Linked DNA regions of Gossypium arboreum: region 1 is linked to region 2. The links are chromatin contacts, called in public Hi-C maps. All regions are on one chromosome and are shown on one strand. Each heading gives the region's core, a stretch centred on a gene start, on an enhancer-like site or on the middle of the called end of the contact. The rest is flanking DNA. Distances are from core to core; before and after follow the strand shown.

Evidence for each region. A called contact is a pair of places that touch in the nucleus more often than the background predicts.
Region 1: a contact with region 2 is called in a Hi-C map of leaf, with 2.6 times the contacts expected there. The contact joins the promoter of LOC108471198 here to the enhancer-like site in region 2. A contact is called at or near these places in 2 of 5 Hi-C or Micro-C datasets (both in leaf).

The regions. Positions count from the first base shown.
Region 1 is chr11:118,050,453-118,055,045 of ASM2569848v2, reverse strand. LOC108471198 (L10-interacting MYB domain-containing protein-like) reads right to left here and starts at 1,833. Exons shown (of 3, transcript XM_017772806.2): 1 at 1,585-1,833; 2 at 316-675; 3 at 1-222. The coding sequence starts at 675.
Region 2 is chr11:118,011,155-118,015,501 of ASM2569848v2, reverse strand. No RefSeq gene overlaps it. Among protein-coding and RNA genes, the nearest start is that of LOC128283459, 12 kb to the left of the region's middle. Within about 2 kb of position 2,836, at least 2 of the 2 cell types and tissues checked have an H3K27ac peak or open chromatin away from gene starts, as enhancers often do. A contact at or near this core is called in leaf, where this site is marked.

The sequences.
Region 1 (4,593 bases), core at 584-3,083, 41 kb before region 2:
TTCACCCATTGCCTTTTTCGACATTTGAATATCTTCTACAGCGACAACCTCCTCAACCTCTACTTTAGGCGGTTCATCATCATCAGTTCCATCAATCGACGGTAGACCAAATGTGGGTGTGAAAGTTACGTCGTCATTGATACCCTGAAACATCCAATCTAATTTGTTTTCTAATTCTGGATCAATACCACCATTTTTGAACTTTGTAGCCTCAGGCATTAGCTGCACATTTATACATGAGTGTTATTGATCTTATATACGAGAAAATAGAAAAAAGGATTAATAAAATCTTCGTTATGAAAATCAATCATGTACCTTTAACTTTTTTTCCCACCATGCCTCTGAAGTATCGATATTGTTCTTATTAGGATCCCAACCCAAACAGGTATCATTCCCTTTGAGCTGTTTCCATAGCTTCCATTCTTTTTTCAGTAGATCCCATCGATTCTTCAGCTGCGACTTTTCATATTCTTTACCAGTTTCTTTGTTAAAATTCGCAACCAACCTCGACCACCCTTCCTTTTTAAAGTAAGTTCCTCGCCTACAATTATGATCTTTTTCCTTTATGCAAAGATCACAGAATATCATCGTTAAGTTCCTGTCCCATACTGCCTTGATTTTTTCATTACTCCTACCTCGAGGAACCTCTACCGTAAGAATTCGAGCATTCTTCATCTATAACAAAGTTTTTCAAAATTAAAAGAGAAAAAGAATCATACAAACAAGCCAGTTATAGAAACACAAAAGAAATAGAAAAAAAAAATCATCTATTAAGAACTTAAGATCATCAAAGTATAAGCCATTTCCGTTTCCGAACAAAAATATACTTTAATCAGAGAATCACAGTTCAACCAACCAAACATATCCGATAGTGACCAAGCCAATAAGATTCCAGATTCGTTTATATACAGCCACATACTCACAGTAGCATCAATCGCTCACATTCGCATGCAAAAGTTGTAGGTTTGCAGATACACATATGGTTCCCAATACTAGGTGCATCCATGTCCTCGAATCAAAGAGTTGAACTTGGTTCAATACTCTTACAAAATAGTAACACTCCTCTATACATACATACATACATACATACATTAATGTATGTATGTATGTATGTATGTATAACAGACCCAGAGGCATTTACTTACATACAAAAGACACGTTTATGCATAAATAAATACACTAATTCGTACATGAAGACATAAAAAAGGCACATTCATACATAAATATACTCTCATTCTTACATACATGCTGAAACACAGATAGACACGCAACAAGGGAAAAAAAAATAAGTGAATATAATAGTCACTCTTGAAACCCTAAAATAATACATTAATAATTAGATAAATAAAATAATTAGCTCTTCATTGTTCAAGCCATGAAAAAATAACACGGAAAAAAACAAACCCATTGGAGGAAAATTGCAGAGCAACACAACATAACCAAAATCCATTAATCAAAAAGCATTAAAATAAAAAACCCAGAAATGAAAAACACAAAAGAATCTATTTTTATCATCACGGACGAAATTTAAACCCCAAATTGGTGGGTTGATAAAGAAGAAACAAACGAAAAGAAAAATGGTACCTTGGGTCAAAATGAGGATGAAAAATCTATGGTTTAATGCATGAAATAAAGGGAAGAGAATTGAGATTTTTGTTGGAGAGAAAGTGATGAATCTGGGAAAGAGAACTTTGTTGCGGTTGCCCAAACGCGTGCGTTGATGGACGTTTTGGTCCCAAACGCGGTCACGAGATGGAATTGCGAATTTCGTTTGGGATTGCGTTTGAACGCAATGCCCGATTATGCCACGTGGAGCTGTTAACGTCTCGTTTGGCTGAAAATTGAGAAAGAAAAGAAAGGAAATTGGTTTTTTACGTATAATATCATATTTACTCTTCTATGTTTACATCTTTTATCATTGGCTTTTTTTTTTTAAACTAAATTTGACCCTTAATCTCTTAAAAAAATCATTTTATCTTTGAAAAGTGTTGAATTGCTGTTTCTTAATAGAAAAATTGACTAAAATGTTATTTTTTTAAATGACAACTCACATGGCAATCTACATATAATTCAAGTTAATTTTTACGAATTTTTATATATTTTTAAATATTTTTATAATTTTAAATTATTTGTTAACATGGTATATAAAATAATATGTGTTATATCACCTGAAGTATACATGGATTGCCATGCCAACATAGTTAAAATTTTAATATTTTAGTTATCATTTCTATTTCAAAAACGATTTAACCTTTTTGAAGGTTTAATTGTCAAATTTAGCTAAAAGAAAGAATGAAGGTCAAATTAACAAAATATGTAAACTTTAAGGTCTAAATTTAATATTATATCTTTTTTACTTAAACACCATAATTTTTTTTCTAAAATAGAAATGTTTTAAGATTATGTAAGGTAGTGTTTGGAAAGCTACCTGATAATTAAATTTTGGTGTAATTGCTTATAATTACACGATGATGACATGTTTGGGTAACTATTATAATTGATGGGCCCTATCGAATTGAATGTAATTGGAGTACTCTAATTACACTTTTCAATTCTTAAGGGGAGAGTAAGAATTGGAGTAATTACTACACTCAAAGTGTTGTAAATTCATTAATAAATGGATGTCCATAACCCCTTCAAATTTATCCTATTGTAACCTCTAAAGAATGTGTCACATCCCAAAAAGCATGTTTGAAGAAATTGGGTTAGTAAGACCAAGAGTGGTCACATCATGTTTTTGAGTAAAGGTTGTGAGAATTATGACAAATGAAGTGATCTAGTTCATTAGTTAAGTGTTATACCTGTGTGAGTGAAGTTCTAAGTGTGAATCATTTGACTTGCATTTTTGCTAATTTTTACCTAAACCCTTATCTTTGAACATCTAGTTTATAAATTATTTTCGCTTAATTGTTGACAATAATGAGGTTGCTGGTTCATTGATAAAACTTCAGCTTACCCTTTGATTTTGTGTTTAAGTCCTCATGTGTGCAAAGTGAAAATTGTTTTTATTTTGAACTCTGAGAGAATCTGATTGGTGATTAGTTAATGTGATTTAATGGGATGTCGGTAGTTCTGAATTAATCCAAAAATCTCTCTTACGTTCCTCTCTCTCCCATTCCCCCACTCCTTTTGTCCAAAGTTTTCCACTTTATCCACATCTTTTCTTCTTTCTTTTTTTTACTGTAAACTTTGGTTAATAAGGAAAAATTGTTTTTGTTCTTTTCACTTTCTCTTACTGCCATCTCTTCTATTTTTCTTTTATCATTTTGGTGTGTCATACTTTTGCATTCTCAATCTTTTAATCATCTTATGGGTAAGTGTTGGTTGTTATTCTACTGTAGTAATGTAGTATTTTTCTTTAGTTCGCATGGAGTTAGAAAGATTCATTTTCTTTATCTTAATAGTTTTTATGTTGAGTCTGCTCATTTTAGTACTGATAAGAGTGTGTTGTGAGACGAACAACGATCCTCTAGCAAGTTAAGTACTGATAAAGGCTGCCATTAAATCACCGTTTTCTTCAGGGTAAGTATTCAAATACCAGTTTTGGGGGTTGTTTTTAGTAAAGAGAAAGTTAATTATTAGTCTAATTCATGGTTGTTAATTAGTATGATTTAATGTCGTATGTAGGATTCAGGAGTGCTCTGTTCTGTGGCTAATCAGAAATAACATCAGGTGTGTGAATCTAACCCGAAACTTCGATTAGAACTCAGAAAAGCTCAAAAATAAAGGTTGTTTTTGGAACTACTCTGCGTCACATGGCCGTGTGGCTGGCCGTGTATTAGCCCTTGTGCACCACACGGGTGTGTGGTTGGCCGTGTACCAGGAGGTGTGATCGACCGTGTGCCAAGCTGTGTGGAGCACACGAGCATGTATGATTGCATGAGCAATTTTGGTAAGTCGTGTAGGACATATAGGTAGGTCAGGTAGGCTATGTTCGCCCATTTTTTTGAAATTTTCATTTAGGCCCATTTTGTAACACCCCTAACCATATCCGTCGCCGGAATAAGGTTCGGAGCATTATCGGAGTTTAAATTTCAAAACTATCAAAAATTTAATCATTTAATAATTCAACATCAATCATAGAAAAGTCAATCAATATCATACATATTGTCCCTTATATGAGCCCTCGAGACCTTAAAAACACATTAGAATCAAGTTGGGACTAAATTGGAAACATATAGAATTTTTAGAAAAAGATGAAAATTTTCAAACTACAAGGATCACACAGCTGAGACACATGCTCATGTCTCAGGCCGTGTGGCGTTCGAAGTAGGGACACACGGTCGTGTCCCAGCCCATTTAATTCTCTAACTTGGGTCATACGGCCAAGTCGCACGCTCGTGTGCCTGGTTGTGTACCCTCAAACTGCAACCTTTAAAAACCTACAGGGGACACACAACCGTGTCGTGTAGCTGTGTGTCACACATGGCTGAGGCACATGCAATTGTCTTAGGCTGCATTGATGAGAAAGAGGTCATTTTCAAACCATTTTTTTCACCCTAAACATGCTCACACATACAAAACATTTGCACTTACAATCAAGCTCTCAAACATACCTAAAATATGTATAATAAGATCAATTCAATAGGTCAT
Region 2 (4,347 bases), core at 1,587-4,086:
TTTATTAACCCAATTATTATTAACTAATTAATTAATTATTTTATATTATTCTAATTCCTATGGCACTAATCCTGTTATCTCTCTCGAGCCTGTGTTTTAACTACCCGCTTTTACTAACCCAGTTTTTGGTGTGTGACAGGCTTGTCCTTCTAAAATTCCTAAAATTGAATATGAGGCACTTGATTTGTCTAACTTAAAACATGATCATGAGTGTGTAAGCAAATATATGAGTATCCAGTTAATATACATGATGAAATTCGAAGAGCTTATATTAAGCTTAGATCATGTAAACTTATTCTTTTAGAATATCCTACTTCTAATTTAGAAAAGCATCCTCCTTATTTTCAACCATCATGGTTTAAATAATTTTCTTGGTTAAAATACTCACTTTCTAAAGATGCAATATTATGTTTGCCTTGTTTTCTTTTTAATAGCAATCTAAGTAATCATTTTTGATCAATTGCATTTATTCAGTTGTTTTAGTAAGTGAAAAAAGTGCATGACGGATGCAATTGTGTTTTTTTAACACATATGGGAAAATATTCGAGTTCATTACATAATAATCCACAAAGAACTTTTGTAGCGAATCAAGCTCAACATGTTGAAGCATCACTTAATAGGCAAATAACATAACAATTTACAACTAATTTATCTACATCTAAAAACTTGTATATATGTTGTTTGATGGTTGACATTTCAGGGTTGTTGATACGGAATTGGAGCGGAGGAAGCGGTAAAAGGATCGAATTCAAGTCGTTTGACTCAAGAAGGAAAGATTTGGATATGATCTGAAAAGAAGAAATAAAAAAATGTAGTAATAGAGAAATCGAACATAGTAAAAGAAGAAATTCGAGAATAAAAAACAAATAAAAAATTATAAATAAATAAGAAATAGAAATTAAAAAAGAACGAAATCGAAGATGGACGAGTAAACCGATGGATATGATGGATAGAAGGATAAATGTCCAATTGAACCCTTTGAGATATAAATTCCAACAAACTCAATTAATGACTCTAATCAACCCTCCATGAAATAATCCTTGGAAAATTGAAGGGTGAAGAATGAATTCTCACGACTCCTTGAAGAAAATCGAGAAGAAAACTACTTCTAAAAATCATAATAAAGAAATATTACACAAAGAAACAACCTCTCAAAGTTGAAAACTTTATTAATAACAACAATTGTCTAATTTGTGTACAATGCAAAGGCATATATATAAGTTAGCTAAATAAATTTAAATAAAACTCTTAAGTATACTAGAACTCGAATTAATCTGAACAAGAAGTAGTTTTAAACTAAACTTTTTGTTGACATAAAACTCCTAAATAACTTAAACTACTTAATAATTATTAAAAATTCAGAATAATAAAAGAATAAGAGTTGATAAATACAATATTAGACTCATATATAATAAAAATTAAGCCCAAAACCCGAATCCAATATGACTTAAACTTGAGTTAAATGCCCGAAACTCGTAATTCCCATCATAATCCCGTCCAGAAATTCTGCTCGCACAGTCTTCACTAAAATGATCATAACTTGAGCTCCCGAACTCAAAATCGAGTGATTTAAAGTGTGTTTCGAAACTAAGAGTTAGGTCTTTGAACACCATAAGACATCTCAATCCAGAAATGCCTAGATACCATCCAAAAAGTTGTCACACGTCTACTGATTTCCCAAACTTAAAAATTGGCAGCTTTGGTGAATGAAATTTATTAAATTTCATCCCATTCGTGCATGTATCAGTTCTGCTTTTAGAGCCTATGATGAAAGCTCGAGATAAAAAAATCGTGAAAACTTTCTTGAATTGTTATTGCTATTAGCATCTTATGATAAAAAAGATGAAGATATTTTGAAAAGTGCTCCACAAAATGCTACATTTACTTTTTCAACAATGTGGAAAAATATGTTGCAAATTTATGTTGATAGAGTTCATAATGTAATTAGTGAATATATTGGTGATAAAGTTCTACATTTTTGTAGATAAAGTGAGAGACAAGTTAAAAAAAAAAAAAGCAACTGAAAATTGTTTTGAGTTTTTTTTATAAACAATTATAGGTAAAAGAATGGTTTTTTATATAGTCCATGTTAAAGATATTACAACAATGACTTTGAAAATGAGATTTTTAATGTTCTCTTACAACTAGTTTTGACATACAAAATATGTGAGATCAAGGTTACAATGGAAAAAACAATATGTGTGGGGGGATTTAATGGCTTATAAGCTTGCCTTTTGAATAAATGTCGATATACTTATTATGTTCACTGTTTTACTTATTGTTTTTTGTTAGCATTGGCTGCAGCAGCTAAAAAAGTGATTGAAGGGCATCAATTTTTTTAAAAATACTAGTCTAATATTATTAATATTACTTCTTCTTCTTCTAAATGTCACGATGAATTAAAAAAAATCCAAACAGCTAAAATAATTCGTTTGTATCCATCACCTAGTTAGCAACTAGAATATGTATGAATCAGATTAACTCTTTATAGCTAATGATGCCTGAACTGAATCAGTTTTATCCGAACACTAGAAAAAAACCAATTAGATTGTAAATCAAGAAAAACCGTGGTTAAACCACGAACCAAAAAACCAGTAAAAAATTATTCAGGCCGATTTTTCAAAAATTAAAGCTTCTTCAGGCTGGGTCAAGCCTGAAATAAAAGCTCAATCAACCTATTAAGCAAATGCATTTAACCCAAATAAAAAATAAAATCAAATATAATTAAAAAGCAAAAACTAAAACACACACACGTGACCCAGACCTACTTCTGCCTCAGTCTTCAGTCTTCTTTCCTGTTCGTCTCCCTCAACCACCGATCCCTTCGACTTCGGCTTGCCATCTCTATTCCAGTCTCCGGACATCCCAAATTTGAGATTAGATCTACTTTCGCTTTTTGATGTCCCTACTGTTACTGGTCACCTGAGGTGATGTTTTAGTTGGACTTATATTGTTCTTTTAATTGGACTGATATGAGATAAAGTTCTAGTGCATTATCCAAAAGGATTATGCTTTATCAAATCCATTGATGCATCCAACATGATTTCAGATGTCCAAACTCTTGCCAACTTGTTTTTAGATGTTGTGAAAATTGTTGGTCCTAACTATGTGGTGCAACTAATTACAGATAATACTAAAATTATAAACCCAATTGCTTTGTGATAAGTAAAATATTAATAATGTATCCATTTATTTAAGTAGTAATTTAGATCTAACTCAAATCTAAATCACATAAACACATATATATACCTTGAATTTGGAGTATTTAATATATATATATATATATATATATATTACGTACTAACATATTTATAACTACAAGGCCTAGTAAATCCATGAAAGTCCAACTTAACAAGTTGGGGCCATGTTTGTCCCAATTTAACAACCCAACTTTACCTTGAAATATGTAAAATTTGTGTATGATTTGCAAGATTTTCTTATAAAAAGGGTAAAGCACAAAAAAATATAACTAAATTATTACTTTTCTTCTATTTTAGTCACTTAAATATAATTTTTTAATTTAATTATTATATTCTTTAAAATTAAATACTTTAGTCATTCTCTATTAGTTGTCGTTAGTTGAGTGACGAAAAATTAATGTAAAATATTTTATATTAGTCTAATAATAAATTTAATTTTATAATATGTAGACATTATATCAATACGATATTAAATATAAAAATATCAATAAATTTAAGTTTTAATATTTATAAATATAATAAATAAAATCGATTCCATTTCGTATGAATGCTTTATATGAAAGTTTATATTTACGCAATGGTGACGGAAGAGGAATGATAAAAGAAAAAAAGAGAGTAAAAAAAGCTGTTTATTTTGTTACTCTTTACGTCTTTTTTATTTTTCCTGTTCTTTTTGTCCCGCATGAAATTTATCTGCTATTTCTTCTTCATGGTGTCGCCCCGTCCCTATCACATCCTTTTCATTTCACACTTAAAAATAATTAATAATATTATTAAATATTTAGATTCATATTTGTATTAGAAAACGTAAGTATACCTATCTTTAATATTCACGTTTATTTTGATGGATTGAATATTAACTTAATTGACATATATATTAGTATTAATGTAGGAGGATGTGAATTTAAGTGTATTAAAATATATTATCTTCTTATTTATAGATTGAGGAGGACTATGAATAAACTATTTTAATATTAACTTATGTATTTGTTATTTTTTACTGCTGTCTAATTAGTGAAGTTTTAGAAGATTAACTAAGAAAACAACAACCCAATGATTAATGGACACCTTAGAAATCATAATGATAATAATAATTAAAAAAATCCATCAAATTCTTATATCTTTCATAAGAAGCATTAATGATAAG